2 separate regions of the Zea mays genome follow, and region 2 is linked to region 1. A link is a contact called in public Hi-C data. All regions are on one chromosome and are shown on one strand. The core of a region is the stretch at or near the end of the contact, and the rest is flanking DNA. Distances in the headings are between cores, read along the strand shown.

What was found. Hi-C and Micro-C count contacts between places; a contact is called where the count stands out from the background.
Region 2: a Hi-C map of endosperm shows a contact between it and region 1, with 8 times the contacts expected there. The contact joins two enhancer-like sites. A contact is called at or near these places in 2 of 25 Hi-C or Micro-C datasets (bundle sheath and endosperm).

The regions. Positions count from the first base shown.
Region 1 is chr2:122,408,232-122,410,931 of Zm-B73-REFERENCE-NAM-5.0, forward strand. No RefSeq gene overlaps it. Among protein-coding and RNA genes, the nearest start is that of LOC100273841, 24 kb to the right of the region's middle. Within about 2 kb of position 1,425, at least 17 of the 20 cell types and tissues checked have an H3K27ac peak or open chromatin away from gene starts, as enhancers often do. A contact at or near this core is called in bundle sheath and endosperm, where this site is marked.
Region 2 is chr2:122,544,753-122,547,452 of Zm-B73-REFERENCE-NAM-5.0, forward strand. No RefSeq gene overlaps it. Among protein-coding and RNA genes, the nearest start is that of LOC103646919, 30 kb to the right of the region's middle. Within about 2 kb of position 1,294, at least 17 of the 20 cell types and tissues checked have an H3K27ac peak or open chromatin away from gene starts, as enhancers often do. A contact at or near this core is called in bundle sheath and endosperm, where this site is marked.

The sequences.
Region 1 (2,700 bases), core at 175-2,674:
TAAATGTAAGTAGATACCAAACCAGAGTAATAATAGATCAAAATTAATAATAAACCACAATGCGATGCAAATGACAAATTGAATTCAATCCATAAATTAATCGTGCGAGAGTCCTGAGCTGCTCATGACCGCGAGCACAGCTAGTATACTAGGTTTACACTTTGCAGAGGTTGTACCTGTACCCACAAGTCGTGTATCCCATCTAGCCTGAGTTTGCAAGGCCCTTAGACATTGCCGAGGTGAATGGCTAGGGATCCACTACGAGGCCTTTACAAAGTTCCACTAACTTCAGAAAACCCGCCACAGTTTCTAGGAAGAGCAATGCAGGAATCCCTCGTCTGACCGCCATCGCAGCAAAATCAACCTGAGAACCTCCCTACACGCCTACTCTCCTACTGCCCTTGCCCCTTTTGGGTAAGGTATTCCTCCGCTAGCTTTCCTAGTTAGTCAACCAAGGGCGTCCCATTCCACCCTTGTGGTGGCACGTGTTTCTCAACTTAAGCTCCATGTTCCAATTAACATAATAGTTTTATCATGAACATAAATAGAACAATAATAACGAATGATCATGTGTAATAGTTATTTCAACACCCAAAACCATATATAGCAATAACAAAGACTACCCAAAAATTTAGGGGTAAACAATGTGTAAAGATGACCAAACTAGGGTGACCTATTGTGTCCCATCAAAATTAAGCCTATGCATGATAAAATGATTATAGAGAACATTATTGGGTAAATAAAAGTGGTCAAGGGCACAACTTGCCTTCAATGAGCTCCTGCTCAGCAACTTCTACCTGCTGAACACCCGGATCCTTGCCCACTGGCTCGTCTACTCGAAGCAATACAAACAGACGTGGTATAGGGAAATTAACATCACACCAAACATGCATACAGAAGACATAATAATAATCTACGCATCAAAACGAGATCGTAGGAACAAGAATCACTAAATTCGGAGTTACATATTTCAAGATATGATTTCCCGAAGGTTTTATGTGTTTGGTACGGGATTAATTCAGTGAGCAATTTTAATATAGGTTTCATGATAAAACAAAGTTACTAAGTGGTTAACAATATTAATATCAAATTATAGAAACTAGTATGGGCTAAAAAGGAATCAAAATAAATTTACTATGATTTAAATAAGTTTATAGGATTATTTTAATACTAAAATTACTTTTTATATTGATTTTATTATGTTTTTCTGCCCACTGGACCGCGCATACGATTAAATGATAGCTTAGGGGCTTCTACGTAAACAGTCCTAAGTCTCAGAATACACCTGCTGTGGACTGCGGGTTAATTCCCTAAAACTCTAGGGTTTCGTTTGAAAACATCGACGCGACCGAGGGATGTTGAGCAGCCTCGATCGTGCGATCAAGCACCAGCGGCCCAGATTAAATCCTTTCCCTCCCGAACCGGTACGCAACGCCCAGCCTTCGATCAGCTATCTACGGCCCTGATTCTAAATAACCCAAAGCCTCTCAGATCCGCCCGAACGGATCTTGACGGCTCTGAACCCTTCGCTCGAATCGGTATGCATCAGACTTAATCACGACCGTTACCAAATAGATCAACAGTGGTGAACTAATTCGCCTCCTCCGGCCTCCCCGACCGGTGGCGCACAAGTACTGCGCGGCGGCGCCATCGTCGGCCAGGCGAATCCCCGATTTACGCGCACTAAACACTAATCCGACCGAACTTCAGCATTACGGCAACAAAGACGAATGCACTTGAGGCGAGCTATCTATGGCGGCAGCGGTCTCCTGTCGACGCGCGAACGACTGCGAGCAATTGCCGCCAACGGGCAAGCAAATCCGACCCGGGAGTCGGTCCTACACATGCGGCGGGACCCTCTGGTGCACCTGGAACCGTCCGTCGCGACCAAGGAGCTGACCGATGGTGTGTCTACAGCGGCAGCGCGGGTTGGCTCCCTCTCCCTCTCACTGCTTTTCCTCCTTCTCTAGATGGCGCGGCTCTGGTTCGCAATACAGGGGACCCAACATGCACGGAAGGGTGTGAAGTATTTATCAGCACGAATCGGTCAAGGATGCAATGGTGAGGCCGGATTTCTAGGCGAATCCCAGGTCTCCGCGGCGGCGGACTCAAGCACGATGCATGGGTGTGAGGGGGAAGAAAGTCGTCAGGGTTCCGGGCCCACGTGTCAACGGCGCCCCAAGGTGTGTGAGGCTGACAGGCGTGGGGCCGCACGACAGTGCAACCAGGGATGCGGTGCGCGCGAAGCAAGTCTGCCCGTGGGGTCAATCGGTCAGCGTCTGGTGTGCGGGAGTGGCTGAGGGCTAGGCCCTACATGTTGCCGCCGGATTCTGGTGGGCTGCGCGGTGGAGAGGAGAGAATGGGCCGAAATGGAGATCCGGGCCCAGTTAGGTTTTCTTTCTTCTTTTCTTTTCTTTTTATTTTTCTTTCTTTTCTTTTCCAAGTTTTGATTTCAAATTTGAATTCAACTTTAGTTGTGAAATTGTACTCCCTTTAAATGTACAAACCGAAAATGCCTGTATGGAAAAATTTTATTTATTTATATATTTATTATTATTTTTTCTCCATATATTATAGTATTTTCCTTCTCTTTCTCCAACTTCTAATTTGCTAATTATGTCTTAATTCCAAAACTTGGACATCAATATAATTTTATTGATATTATCTTTATAATTATTTATAAATGCACAATCAAATAAA
Region 2 (2,700 bases), core at 44-2,543, 140 kb after region 1:
TATCTACAAGTATTTTTGTTCTTAATTGAGATTCCTGTAAAATGTTGATTAATTCATATTGTGGTTTAAATATCTCATCAAAACAATTTGCTTAATGCTTATCAAGGGGAGTGGGAAGTAGCGGCACGTTGCACACATTGCTTAAAGAACCAAATAATTAGCTTGAGTTATTGACTTTTAAGGTTCATACTAGAGTATGATGTAGGCATAAACTGGTTCATTCGTGGTTAATTGTCCTTGATGAGAATTATATCATACTATTATGATTCATTTTGTATTGATATATCTCTTTTGCTTCTGCGATGCTTATAATTACAAAGGAGGCACTACCAAATTTTATTTTGCTTAGTGTTCGGCTGTTGGTAGTGAAGTCCAGTAGCATCTCGGGGTGTTTGTGGATCCCGGAGTGTTATAGGGTCCCATCAAAATTAATCCTATGCATGAATAAGTGATAATAAAGAACATTGTTGGGTAATAAAAGTGGTCAAGGGCACAACTTGCCTTCAATGAGCTCCTGCTCAGCAACTTCTATCGGCTGGGCACCAGGATCCTCAGTCACCGGCTCTTCTACTCGCCACAATACAAACAAGCACAATATAAAGGAGAATTAACATCACACCAAACATGTAAACAAAATACACAATAATAATCTACACATTAAAATAAGATCCTAGGAACATGAATCATTAATTTTGGAGTTATGGATTTTAAGTTATGAATTTCCAAATGTTTTATGTGCTTGAAATAGGATTAAGTGGGAAATTAATTTTCTTACAGTTTTCATATCAAAACAGAGACTCTAAGTGATAGACAATAATATTACAAAATTTTAGAAACTGGAATGGATTAATTTGGACTAAAAATGAATTTTCTATGAATTTTACAAGTTCTAGCACTTATTTATATATTACAAATCTATTTTCTATTTAATTTCCTGGATTTCTTACTCCCATGGATCAGGCGCACAAAACCAGAGAAACCCAGGGGCTCGGGATAATTTTTCCTAAGACACAGAGCCCCACTGCGCAGGACGATGGGTTGGTTTTGATAAAACCGAGGGGCTGTTTTGCATTTTGTCTAGACCGAACGGGTATGGGCAGATCTGAGCCATCCTTTCTCAGATACACGGCCCGGATTAGATCTCTATTAACTTTGAACCGGTACACGAATCTAACCGTCGGATCCGACTTCAACGGTGAGGGTTTTATTACTCTAGATCGATTTCTATCCGTCCGATCTAGATCGACGGACCAGATCGAACCTGGAGAAAGGGTACGCAGTATATAATCTCAACCCTTAATCCACGCATCAACGATCGGGATGCGTTCTCCTACCTCACTGCCAACATCGGCGACCGCGCCTAACACCACGTCGGCTCGCCATGGTTGAGACACCTGACGCACTAATCGGTACACGATTCCCATGTATCTCGGGTGCAAAATGAAATTTAGGGGATGGCGATCTCGAGAAGAGAATTCTTACCCAGTTTCCGACAGTGCGCAGCTCTGGTCACGACACACAACGGACACACGGAGGAGTTAGTACCACGACGACCAATTTCGAGGGCTCCGGCCGCCAACCCACAGCAGGGAGGTCATCAGATCAATCCCCGACGACTCGACGGAGGGAGAGCACAGGTCGGAGTACGGAGCGGCACCGATCCGGGGCACACGCTGACGGAGCGCCAATGGCGGCGAGTCGCGCTTGAATGGGTAGGCATCCTATCGGCTATGAGCAGAGGGTTACAGTTGAGGAGAAGGTGGCGGGGGGGGGGGGGGGGGGGGGGGGGGGGGGGTCAACCCGCTACTTATCTCCCGGTGAAGTGGGCAAAGTGGTTGGGGCTAGCTGGAGCTGCGACGGAATTCGTGGTGATGACCTCGGTTTGTTGCGCGGTGAAGGGAGAAGATCTACAGGGCGATGTCTTACGTGTGGGTCCCGCATCACAGTGGCTAGCGACGCGCGTGGACCACTGGCCAGAGGGCCCGCCTTGTCAGCCACAGAGCCCACGGCGTGGTGCGCGATCTCTTCTCAGCTGGGCCATGCAATGGCATGGAGATGGGCTGGCTGGTGTTTTGACCCAACACGGCTGAATTGATTTTCTTTTTTTTCTTTTCATATTTTCCTTTTCTTTTTTGATTCATTTTATTTTCATTTGAATCTCTAATTTGAATTTAAGTCTTGTTATGAAATTCAACTTTGAGTCAAATGTATAAACTCAAATCTGTGTAAGAATCATAATATATACTTTTTTATATTTATTTTTATTCACATAGTAATTTCCCTTCTTCTCTTTTTCTAGATTCTTGAATTTTCCTTTAGGATTTAAATTCCACTTTGGACATTAACATATTTTTTATGTTATTTTTATATTGTCACAAATAATGCACTCACAATAGAAATCCAGCATGATGCATAATTTATCAGCATATATTTTTATTAGTTATTTTTTTTAAAGATGGTGTTCACATGTGATGACAAATAGGTTCAACCCACACATATAAAGTGAAATTGTTTCTCCTTTTATATTATCTCTTACAAATCACAAATTGGGTATTACAGATAATAACTAACGACGATAAATGGGGAGTAGGGTGAAGCCTGGCTCACTACTCCACCTAGTCCTCTCCTGCCGAGGTGGCATCCCACTCGACCGTCCAACCCGATGGCAGGGTGGCTGGGCAAGTCACACCATCAACCATG